Regions from separate parts of the Mus musculus genome. Here region 2 is linked to region 1. The links are chromatin contacts, called in public HiChIP or PLAC-seq maps. All regions are on one chromosome and are shown on one strand. The core of a region is the stretch at or near the end of the contact, and the rest is flanking DNA. Distances in the headings are between cores, read along the strand shown. Region 1 holds the start of Susd3 (sushi domain containing 3). Region 2 overlaps Bicd2 (BICD cargo adaptor 2).

What was found. HiChIP or PLAC-seq counts read pairs in DNA pulled down with a chosen protein or histone mark.
Region 2: a BATF HiChIP or PLAC-seq map of CD8 T cells shows a contact between it and region 1, with 5 read pairs. The contact joins the enhancer-like site here to the promoter of Susd3 in region 1. A contact is called at or near these places in 6 of 39 promoter capture datasets (the C10 cell line, the HPC-7 cell line, cranial neural crest and 3 more), 1 of 15 datasets of contacts at CTCF or cohesin (large pre-B cells), 12 of 484 Hi-C or Micro-C datasets (the 63-12 cell line, B cells, Th1 cells and 6 more), 9 of 115 datasets of contacts at active chromatin or transcription factors (the 230-238 cell line, CD8 T cells, T-cell acute lymphoblastic leukemia and 6 more) and 4 of 9 other capture datasets (adipose tissue, liver, macrophages and 1 more).

Annotation. Positions count from the first base shown.
Region 1 is chr13:49,246,263-49,252,110 of GRCm38.p6, reverse strand. It overlaps Susd3 (sushi domain containing 3), which reads left to right and starts at 3,817. Exons shown (of 5, transcript NM_025491.4): 1 at 3,817-4,066. The coding sequence starts at 3,979.
Region 2 is chr13:49,368,803-49,375,249 of GRCm38.p6, reverse strand. It overlaps Bicd2 (BICD cargo adaptor 2), which reads right to left. Exons shown (of 7, transcript NM_001039179.2): 2 at 5,609-5,821; 3 at 1-33. Among named protein-coding and RNA genes, the nearest start is that of Bicd2, 30 kb to the right of the region's middle. Within about 2 kb of position 3,464, at least 221 of the 459 cell types and tissues checked have an H3K27ac peak or open chromatin away from gene starts, as enhancers often do. A contact at or near this core is called in the 230-238 cell line, the 63-12 cell line, B cells and 12 more, where this site is marked.

The DNA of each region.
Region 1 (5,848 bases), core at 2,568-5,067:
TTCAGGACAACCAGGGCTACAGAGAAAAACCCTTGGGGGTGTGAGGAAAGAAACAAAGTAAACCGGGGTTGAGGGGGACCACAATGTTTAAAGTGTTGCTGGGCATTATTTATTGAATAAATTGGGATGTGGTCCATGGGTAATGGTTCATCTCAGATCTGAAAACAGAGAGGGGATCCAGAAATATCTGGGGGTGGAAGCTCTTGCCAGATGGTATCCACGAGCTACTGAGGACACCGACAGGTTTTCTGAGACCATCACACCAGGAGAAACATGGATAGCGTGGACTGGAAGGCATTGATGGGTGAAGTGAAAGACCTTGGAGGGCTACAAGGCAAGCTAGAGAAAGCAGGCTCATGGCTGCTCCCAAGGCCCCAATGAACAGAGTCTTACTGTGGGCTCAAGAGACAGAGCATCAAGCCACAGGGGATTATATTTTAAGTTCCTAATAGAATTTGCTACTGGGGTTCAGATTTGCTTTGGGCCAAATCACCTCTCCAAACACCGAAGATAATTAATATAAGAAGAGTAAAATGTCATTTCGGAATGTTACTTCGGAAGATCTGAAATGAACTGTGTTGTTCAGGGCTGACACTCACCTGTGCTTCAGGCCTCGATACAGTGGGAAATCTTTAAGCAACTTTCAGGGGGCAGAGCCTCACTACTTAGAGGATAGTGGTACACTTTCCCCCACAGGCCCTAGCCTGGAGGAGTCAAAAATCCCTCCCCTTCTAGGGGAGGGACTTATAGGCCCCTCCCTTCACTGAGATACATTGTCTTCTGTGGTGTTACTATTACTAGTCCTGTGCCTATGTTCCTGTTATGAAACTCACTGGTCCACAACAAAGAAAACAAAAAAGAATCCTTACACTAAGTTGGCTAGCCACAAACTATCCTTTTCACTGAGACTTGGAGAAAGAGACAGGAGCCCCCAAAGGAGTGGAGCCTTACCCAGGGTCCCAAAAGGCCAAGCCCAGCCCAGAGAGAGTCAGAATTGAAACACAGGAACCCCACAGTTGCTAAGAACCAAGCAGCTGCTGCGGGTCTAGCATGTGTGAGGGCATCATGGGGGAGGGAGGGCAGGACTGTCATGCTTGTCTGGAGACAACCTGGCCCTAGAGGCCAGCCCTTCTCAGTAGGTGGGTGCTAGGTATCAAAGAAGCTTAACAGGCCCCTGAGTATTAAGCCTCTGGTGACCCTTGAGCTACCAGGTCACCTTCTTACCTCCCAGCTTATCTGGGAGCAGCCTCCAGCGAATGAAAACCCAAGGCTGCCTCTGGAAAGCTGTGCTTAGGGGGAAACTCTTCAGATCACTATAACGAGGCTAATCCTTACAACCAAGTGACCTTGGACCAGACTGACCCTTCTCTCAGCCTTGGTTTCCCTGTCTGTAGAATGAGTGCCATCTCATAACTTGCTTGCTTTCTTCCCTCCCAGTTTTTGTTTTGTTTTGTTTCTGGCTTTAGTGTTGGTTTTGGTTTTTGAGACAAGGTCTCCAGTACAGGCTGGTCTAGATAGAACTTCTGATGCTCTTGGCTCCACCTCCCAAGTGTTGGTCACAGGCACGGATCACCATGATCAACTAGCCTACATCTTCTCTGACAAGTACAGAGCACAGTGGCTTTGGGGATGTTTGAGATTGTTTACGAGTACGACGCTTTGAGAAATATCTGTTATGGAGAACTGGAGAGGTGGGTCAGCAATTAAGCGCACTTGCTTCTCTCTTGCAGAGACCCGGAGTCTGGTTCCCACCATGCACATCAGACAGCTCACAACTGCCAGTAACGCCAGCTTTCCGAGGGTCTGGTGTCTCTACAGACATTCTCACTTCCTCCCTCCTCCTCCTCCTCCTCCTCCTCCTCCTCCTTCCTCTCCTCCTCCTCCTTCTTCTCTTCCTCCTCCTCCTCCTCCTCTTTCTCCTTCTCTTCTTCCTCCTCACATATTTGTTTCCTGGTTTTAAGATTTTAATTTAGCATGTGTGTGTGTGTGTGTGTGTGTGTGTGTGTGTGTGTGTGTGTGTGTGTGAAGGCAGGGGATTACTCCGTGGTTCTCTCTTTCCACACACAGGTTGCCAGGCCTACAGAGCAAGCACCTTTACCCACTGGGCCATCTTGCTGATCCTATTTTCTGCTTTCTGATTAGACAATACACTTACTCATTGTTGCAAAGTCAGAAAATACAGGAAAGAGAGTAGAAAGTCCAGAATAAAGAATGCCTGTAACCTCACTGCCCAGTGGCAGTGAGGCGTGAGGGGGAGGAGCCAGCTTCCTGACAGTTTTCCCTGTGCCCTGTTGTATCCTTGGCTCTTGAACTGGCCTGGCAGGTGTCAGGTGCTCAGTAGTCACCCCCATGGCACACACACACACACACACACACACACACACACCCTCAAAGGGTTCTCAAGCCATCATTTCTGAACCCGAGGTGGGTGGAGGTGGGTGCTAGTTGTTGATGAGCTGACTCACCCTGGATGGTAGAACTGCAAAGTGGTCAGATCCCAGGCATATAACCAACTCCTCTCCTCCCCTCTAACCTACCATCAGGAAGTTAATCCTTGTGCTTTCCCATGGACAGCTCTTTTTTTTTTGGGGGGGGGGGGAGGGAGTTTTTTTCGAGGCAGGGTTTCTCTGTGTAGCCCTGGCTGTCCTGGCACTCACTTTGTAGACCAGGCTGGCCTGAAACTCAGAAATCTGCCTGCCTCTGCCTCTGCCTCCCAAATGCTGGGATTAAAGGCGTGCGCCACCACCGCCCCGGCGCCCTGTACAGCTCTTATCTGAACCTTTTACCCATCGACAATGGAATGTTAGGGCTTGAGTCATTGTGAAAGGTTTTGGGGGTGAAATTCTCATTTTTTTTTTCTATTGAGTAGAGACTAAAGAACCAAGAAAACAAGAGCTGGAAGGATAGCTCAGCAGTAAAGAGCACCTGCTGTTCTTGCATGTGATCTGAGTTTGGTTTCCAGCACCCACATGGTGACACACAGCCAACCACTGGCATGCAGAAGGCACACATACATGCAGGCCAACCGTTCATGCATAAAAGTAAAATAAATCTAAAGAAAAAAAGGATGCTCCCTGGAGACTTTGAAGAGCTCTGGCCCCACCTCCTGTATGATGAGACAACGTGGATCTGTGGTTCTGTGGAGTTCTATCTGTAGTGCTTTGTTCTGTAAGCCTAGGAAACATCCCCACCCTAAATAACTGTTGGTCAGCGCTGCTGAACATTGGGGGAGGGGGAGGGGGAGGGGGAGGGGGGAGGGGCGGCACTGAGCCACACGATGGTGGTAGGTGCCTCCCCCCCCCCACGTCCTTCACAGCTTCTACCCACAAATCAAGGACACTTTAAATCCCTCTAAGTCCCATCCCTGAGCCTCCAGGCAGCTGCTCTCCACTGGCAGACAGGGATCTCTGGCTATGTGGCCAGGAATTCTGATATCTCAGAGTATGGTGGGGGTGGGGTAGGAGAGGGGTTGGTATCACAGTGGGGTCTGTGGATGGACCTGCCTTTCACGATGCAGCAGACCGGACATAAGCTTGATTTCAACTTTAGGACATTAAAGAAAGTCACATCACGCGTGACTCGCAAGTTCAAGTGAAAAGGAGACATTAGGGGGTGCTACCAACCCTGACTCCAGAAGAGAATGAGGAGGCTGTCACTCTCCAAGGTCACCTGCCTGGCCCTAGAGTCCAAAGGTGAGTCGGGAGAGGAAGGGTGTGCAGAAAGACGGCTCTAGCTCAAAGGCTTACTTCGAGGCGATCAGCCTGGAGGCTCCCCATTCTCTGCCCCTCCAGGTGTCCAATCCCACTTCTGCCACCCAGTGCAAGGGGTTGGCGGGACCGGACTAAAGTTCAACTCTAGCGTCTTGGAGGGCGCGACCTGGGTGTGGCTAGAGACAGCCACGCCTTCCAACGACCCGCCCCTCAATTAAGTCCCGCCCCCACCTCCGCAAGCTCCACAGAACACTGCGGAGCGCTCAGGATGCGCCGAACGTCTGCGACCCTTCGGGGCCGAGCGAGGCCGCGGTGGCGTGCTGGGAACACAACGCCTGTCCCAGTGAACCAGACAGGTGAGGGCTAGGGCCGCAGTTCTCAGTGCCCTCTTCACCGACGGAGAAGTAGAGGGGCGAGGGGCTGCTGTGCTGGGGACCCTGTCCAGGAAGGGGGCGTGCATCGCACTGCCAGGGCCTTCTCGAGAACGAACTTTCTTCTTGACTTCCCGCCGATCCAGCGGGCGACCCCAACTGAGCCGAAACGGGGCGGCGAGCGGCCCGAAACCAGGCGGCGGGCACCTCTTAGCGTTTGCACGGATTCGGCGACGGTCGCCCCGCGCAGTCCCAGGTGCCTGCGGAAGTCGGAGCCGGCTTCACCTGGCGGGGTGTGCGGCCCGGGGTTGGAGGGAGTCATGGAAATGTCTTCTGGGTTGCAGAGAGTTGTTATCATCTTTGTTGATTACTCCAGCCACACTTTACCAAAGGGAAAGTGAGCCTGTGATAGAGGAGATGGGAGGTTATCCAGCAACCAGGACCCGGGCTGCATCTAGGCTGTCAAAGGTCAGAGGTCTCCGGGAGGAGGGAAAATGGTTGTTAAGTGTGCCGAAGAGGGTTCTACACTTGATCTTAGCCAAAAGGGCGAGAAGCGATGCTGATGTCAGCTTTGCTAACTCTTAGAAACACCACCAAAACCACATTCCTCCCAAGAGCTCAGTCCTGCGCATCCAGGAGGTTTCCTGCCTCTGTGGAGGGCTTAGCTGCATTGCACTGGAGGAAGCTGAGGATCTGTAGGCACATTGCCCTCACCCTAGAGCAGTGCTTCTCAACCGTCATAATGCTGCGACCCTTTAATACGGTTCCTCGTGCTGTGGTAACCCCCAACCATAAATTTATTTCCATTGCTGCTTCATAACTGTAATCCTGCTAGTTATGAATCCTATTGCAAATAACTGTGTTTTCTAACGGTCTTAGGAGATCCCTGTGAAAGGGTCGACTGACCCCCAGGTTGAGAAACCTTTAGTGGGTTTGATCCGTTTGATACCATCCCATCGTGCCAGCCCATTGCTGGCCCCACAGGTGTGGCTAGTTTTAGCTTTCTAATTGTTACTCCACAGGAGCGCCTTTGTGTTAGAAGAGGCTAACTCTGGGCCTGGTACTGCTGGGGGGAAGGGGGGACATGCTTGTGAGTACCTTCTGCATAGTAGTCTGGAGGAGTAGGTGTCACCAGCTAGAAGTGGATGGCCTTGCCTAAGGTTATCCCTTGGGGTGGCCTTGGGGCCCTGCTTAATTTGCAAACAAAAGGCTATTTGCATCGGAATCTCTGGAGAAAGTCTGAGAGTCCAGTGTCTCAGTTGTCCCTTGCCCTACCTGGCATCAGGAGGAATCCACATCCTCACAGTGTGTCCTTGGCACCCAGTTTCTAAGCATGTCCCAGGCTCCTTGTTGTAGTTCTGGTTGTAGTCCTCTCTTACTAGGGATGAGTCCCTACCCCAGTGTCTCAGTTCCCTTAGGAGATGCTAGGTGAGTGCGGTATTCCTGCCCCAAGGCTGTGGACAGGATTCCCAGAGTATAGGAGAGCCTCTTGATTAGAAGAGTCTGTGGGGCTTCCTTAGCCTGTTTAACAGGCCAGGAAGGGAAGGGAAAAGAAGGCCTGAAGCTGTGTGGAGATAGTTTGGTGTTGTCAGAAGATAATTGAGAGATTAAAAAAAATGGGGATGTGTAGTTCCCACAGTCTGTAGAATGGGCCCATTACTGAACATTCTGGTGGTCTGTGTTCTCCTGTGGGTAGGACTCCGGGCAGGACTAAGTGTGTTGTCATCTTTCCCCCCACCCCTCACTCAGCCCGGGTCTCCTATCTAG
Region 2 (6,447 bases), core at 2,215-4,714, 120 kb before region 1:
GCGACCACGCTGGATCTCCACATTCTGGTTGATCTGCAGGGGCAGAGAAAAATGCTGTGTGGTTACTTCTATAGCTGGCCCTAGCACATGTGCTTCCAAGTATCACAGGGGGCTCAGCACAGCAAGGTACGCTGTGAGCCCTTTGGGCAACAATATGGCTGTCTGGAGGAGAGAAGCCCAGGGCAGCAGGGTTTGTGCAGAGCAGCAGACATCTACGGTCAGATCTCTTCCACTTCTCTCAGGTGTGGAACTTCAGGCAAGTGACCCAACCTGCTCTCACCCTGCTGAGCTCTGCATGCTCCAGGGTTTCACCTAACTGAAGCAGTGAGGGAGAACGAGGAGGCGGGGCTTGTGGTATACAGCTGAACAAGGAGGGTTTAGCTAATCTAGGTAGGAGCAGTCTATGAGGGAAGCACTCTTCAGGCCATAAACATCAGGCAGAGCATTCTCTGCACACGGTCAGCAGCCACATTTGGACTAGAGGAAGACGTTGTCATCCCTCTAAGCCTCACTGGGAAGGCTCTGCCATTCTCCTGGACCTGAGCAAGGCACTGGTGTCTCTAACATGGTCCTGCCACGTCACACAATACACTTCTCTCAGGACTTCGCCCACACCCTAACTCTGCCCCCTTTGCTCCATCTGGAAGATGAGGCCATCTGAGTGGTAACCTGTTAAGTGGGGTCAACACTGGGGCTCATTTGCATATGTCTACACCAGAGAACAAAGCACGCAGAACCCTGCACATCAGTGTTCCCAGTGTTCCAGGTGGACGAGACCCAAGTATCCACTGGCAAATGAATGGATAAACAAAGCATGGTCTGTCTCTGCAGTGCAGGGTTATTCAGCCACATTATGGAATGACGTCTTGACACTTGCTACAACACGAATGAGCATAAAGACATTCTGCTTAGTCAAAGAAGCCAGCAAAGAGACTATGCACCCTATGATTCCATTTGTAAGAAAGATCCAGAACAGGAAAGTAGACTAGTGGGGCTAAAGAGGGGTTTGAGAGTACTGGAATGATGAAACACTCTAAAATTAACTGAAAGGCAGGGAAAAGTGTCTTGCCTGGCACAGAATACAAGGCCCTGGGTTCCATCCTCAGCACCACAAAAAGAAAAACAGCTACAGGATGGCACACACCCCTATGACCATGTAGATGCTGAGGGGCAGTGCTAGGGACAACAGAGCAGTGGGGCTGGAACTGTTGCTCAGGGTTCTGGAGCAAGTGTGTTGTTGGTCTGGGGAGGCCATTCAAGCATTAGGAACAGGGATGAGAAGCAAGCATGGAGCACACTTTTAAGTGAGTTGTACTGGATGTGGACCATCTCAAAAAAGCTGCTGGAAGGTGGTTTCCATCTCCATGTCATGTGTGAGGAGTTGGGAAGACCATCAGAGAAAGGCTAGGAAGATGTTTTCCACACACCACCAATGGTCCCTAAAGAACCCCCATATCCTCCCTGCTCCATACTTGTTTCTAACCCCTGTTCCCAATGCTTGGATGGCCTCCCCAGACCAACAACAACCTGCTCCAGATCCCTGGAAGCAGCCCAGGCCCACAGCTCTGCCCCCTCAGCATCTACAGGAATTGCTCCTGATCACATCTATATGTTCTTCTGAAGGCCATATTGCCTCATAAGATGCAGGAGGAAACACAAAACAGTAGTGTTGGATCAGTGAAACAAAATAACATATAAATGGAGAAGAGAAAGATGAGGGAGAAGAGGATGGGAGGAGGGGGAGGAGCAGCAACACCGCTGCCACTACAGCCATAGCTGCAGCATCAACACTGCCATGTAATGGTGCACATCATTAGTTCCTTCAGAGGTCCTGAGTTCAATTCCCAGCAACCACATGGTGGCTCACAGCTATCTATAATGAGATCTGATGCCCTCTTCTGGTGTGTCTCAAGACAGCAACAGTGTACCCACATAAATGAAATAAATATTAAAGAAAGAAAGAAAGAAAGAAAGAAAGAAAGAAAGAAAGAAAGAAAGAAAGAAAGAAAGAAAGAAAGAAAGAAAGGGGAAGGGGAAGGGGAAGGGGAAGGGGAAGGGGAAGGGGAAGGGGAAGGGGAAGGGGAAGGGAAGTCAAACATGTACAAAGTGGGTCCATGTGGCCACAGCCCTCAGGGCAAGGTCCAAGGCCACCATTACCCCAGGGCTTATGTGATAGCAATTAGCGACTTAGAAGGCAGTAGTTTCTACATGGCTATGTGACTGAAGACAGAGGCAGAAGGCCAGGATAGGAGCCTGAGAGCACCAGGTCCAGAGCCACACGGGAGTGTTATACCCCTATAGCAGAGCCCACACGCTGTGTGAGTCCTCAGTGCCTCTGTAAACCTGACCCTCCTGAGGCTCTCTAGAACGTCCACTCTTCCGCCACTGCTAGACCCAGGATCTAGGCAAAGAATTTCCCTTTGGTGGAGTGTACGGGCCTGCATGGACTGTGGATGGGTGTCCTTGTGGAAAGACAGGCAAAGAGAAATGTGCACACATACTTAAGTCATGTGCTGGCAAGGTAACATCACGTGGCAGGTTAAATGCACCTTCTCTGCTGACAGCACAGGACTCAAACATACACTTTCTTCTGTGGAGACTGCTTCCAACCCAAGCCACCAGGCTTAGCTTAGCAGAGACGCTCAGCTGGCCTGCTGCCTGCCACCTCCGCCCATCACATGCACAGCTCCTGAGAGTTCCAGCAGGCTCCAACTAGCCACAGGGGTTTAGTTTTCCCTCAGAAAAGCATCTCCTCCCAGGGTGAGTGTCTGATGTCAGCCCAGAGTGCAGGGTACAGGCTCTGCTCTGTGCAGATGACCAGCCCAGATGCAAGTAGTGGGCATATGGACTCGGAGCCAAGCATCTGAGGTCCTAGCCACCTGCTCTCCTTTACCTGGACCCCCTGTCCTCAAGTTGCTCACCAGCATGAGGGGTGTGACAACCATCTGGCTCAAGAGGCCTCCGTGTTAGGGGACTGTCAGTCTTTTTTCTGGTCTCTTGAGCTCCCAACCCTTCCCACACAGGATACCTGTCCACTCATCACCAAGGGGAACATTCTTACCCTGTACTGGGACTAATGGGCCTCCAGACATCCATCTGAGAAACAGTGTCATGTCTGCAACAAGCCATTCCTCGAATGCCCATTTACCTACCCAGGAATAATGCCAACAAAACAAAAACTGACTGAGGTGTCTACCATTGGCCCTTCACACAGCACAGAGATCACAATCAGGCCCCTAAAATGGCTCTACCACATAAGCCTCAGTTTCTTCATGTGACAGTACACTGAGAGAGCCATTAGGAGGACAGGGTCTAAGACATTAGAACCATTTGACACAGGTAAGGCTGCCTGGTGCTGTAAAGTTAACTCTGGCTTTAGCTGTCAGTCCAGCAGAGCACAGGCCAAGAGAGTGTGCTGTAGTCAAGCCTCTGCAGGCCCAAGGACTCTGACCCAGGGGCCATCAATAACAGGGAGGAGTCACTTCCTCTGGTGTGGGGTCCTTGAGGTCTTGAGCTCAGTCTCAATAGGGGGTGGGGGAGAGGCAGCTTCCACTCTTGGAGCCCAGCGCATGATCTCATTTCCTCCCACAAGTGTGGCTCTGGTGAGGGTGGAGGAGGGGCTGTCACTGAGGAAGAGAAGCAGCCCCAGTGACAATCCATCTGTCTGCCCCTCCTTCCTGAAAGGCCAGTGCAGGACTGTCTCCCACATTCAGCCCCTAGGCAACCTAGAAGGCAGGATGGCCGTTCAGGGCTGGAAATGAGGTCAGTGAATTGAAGCCAGGCCCGTCTGGGGTGGGGGAAGAGATTCCTGTTGTTCCTGTTTATGCTTTAGGAGGAAATCCTGAGTCTCCCTGCACACCCCTTAGCCACCTTTGCTTTAAGTGTCCCCTTCTCTGTCTCCAAGTCTGTGGAGGGTCCCCCCAGCCCAGCCTCAGGCAGCCTTCAGCCTTCACTATCTGCACACCAGTCTAGGGTAGAGGTTCTGTTCTCACACCATTCTTAGGTTTGGCTTATGTTCTGCTGTGGTCTCCTGGCTTAGCAAGACTGTCCCCCCCACTGTCTGACACTGGCCCACAGTTGGATTTGGTCTCGCTGACCCGTGTTAACATGACTGTCCTCCCACTGTCTGGCACTGGCCCACAGCTGGATTTGGTCTTGCTGACCCGTGTTAACATGACTGTCCCCCCACTGTCTGGCACTGGCCCACAGCTAGATTTGGTCTTGCTGACCCGTGTTAACATGACTGTCCCCCCACTGTCTGACACTGGCCCACAGCTGGATTTGGTCTCGCTGGCCTGTGTTAACATGACTGTCCCCCCACTGTCTGACACTGGCCCACAGCTGGATTTGGTCTTGCTGACCCGTGTTAACATGACTGCCCCCCCCCCCACACTGTCTGGCACTGGCCCACAGCTGGATTTGGTCTTGCTGACCCGTGTTAACATGACTGTCCCCCCCACTGTCTGACCCTGGCCCACAGCTGGATTTGGTCTTGCTGACCCGTGTTAACATGACTGTCCCCCTACTGTCTGACACTGGCCCACAGTTGGATTTGGTCTCGCTGGCCTTTGTTAACATGACTGTCCCCCCACTGTCTGACACTGGCCCACAGCTGGATTTGGTCTCGCTGGCCTTTGTTAACATGACTGTCCCCCCACTGTCTGGCACTGGCCCACAGCTGGATTTGGTCTCGCTGGCCTTTGTTAACATGACTGTCCCCCCACTGTCTGGCACTGGCCCACAGCTGGATTTGGTCTCGCTGGCCTATGGAGATTCCTTATGACCTCTCCTACTACCTTTCTCCTAACAGCCTCTCCCATTTTCCCTCTTGTGACTTCCTGCTTGGGAGGCAGTTACCTCCAGGCCCTGTCCTGCACAGCATGCCCCGCTGGCCTGTGTTCAGCTGACTTTCTCGTGAGAACATAAGCTGCAGAGGGCAGGCTTCCACAACTAGGAAGGGGCGCAGAGAGCTTGGAAGGTGTGCAGTGACGGAACACAGGGTCCTCTACAAAGGGCTTCAGAGAATGAAGACAAGGCTTTGTCTTGGTCTCAAGAGCAAGTGAGAGCTAAAGCCAGTGTTATCCCAAGCCTAAAGGATCCCGAGGCTAACCCTAAGGCCATGGACAGGGAGACCTTAGCCAGGATTCTAGCTCACACGGAGACTCTCAGGAATAGGTCCTCAACCTCCTTGCTCAGAGTTCCACAGATTCCTCTCTGTGACTCTTGACTGATTTCTGTGTCTGTGGCTACCAAATCACAAGTTGGGCTATTCATTACTCTGGCTGCATTACTCTACCTTGATATTCCTCCTTGCATATGGTGTGGTCTACCATTCACCATTCACGCATAGCCAAGTCCTGTGAGACAAAAACCAAACAGACAAAAAACCCCAAACTGCTCTTCAAGCAAACAGTCAACCAATGACAAGGCATCCTGTGGATACCGGGCCTGGCCCCAGGAAAGACGGACCACCATGCTGGTCAGGGCCTGCTCAGAGGACTCATGACACTGCTGAGGTGGGCACAGTGCAGGCACAGAGACCACAGGAGCAAGATGCAGCCTCAAGGAGCCCACTGTCACAGTGGCAGATGTCACGCCAGGCACTCACCTCTTTTAGCTCCTGGGCCACAGACGTGAGGCGCTCATTCTCAGACTGGGTGTTGGTGAGGACGTTGCGCAGCTGTTTCAGCTCTGTCTGCAGCTCCAGCACCTTCCGCACGTAGTACTGCTCCTTGGAGGCCGACTCCTGGATCAGGCTCTCCTCCCGGCTCTCACCATCAGCAGCCACCTTCTTGTGGTTTGTATGTGCCTGGCCAAATGCCTGCATGGAGAGGTAAGACATTCATGAGATGGTTGTCCTGGGGATGCAGAGCAATGGAGACCCAAGACCACAAGGAACACAAAGGCCCTTGACCTGGGAAGCAGCTCTATGTTGTGCATGTGTTAAAACACACACTGCGGTGCTCATGCCAGGCACGTGCTTCTCCACAGTGAAAACACACTTGTCTCAGGGACATGATGTGGTGTGACAGGAAGGAATGTGAAAGGCATAAGGCTGCAAACATACATAGAACTCTCTGTAAAGAACTAAGTTTGAGGCCTGATGGTGTATACCAGCTGGAAAGTATACTCTGAGCTTAGACATCCCCAGAACACACCCAAGATAAATTCCAGATTTTAAAATTAAGGCTAAAATTGGGAGGTGTGCTAGCCAGAGGCACAAGGGTGAGGAGCTGACCCATCCTGCTCCCTGATGTCAAATCATCATTTGTTCTGGGACAAACTGGGGCTGGGCAACCAGTGCCCCCAGCCCTAAGGACAGGGCACAGTAACAATTAGCTAAAGTGGCTACCTCAGGGTGTGTAGAGACACATGTACCTGCGTGTTTCAGACACTGGTGAGAAGCAAGTGTGTCAGGCCCTGGGATGAAGGAAGAAAACCTATCAA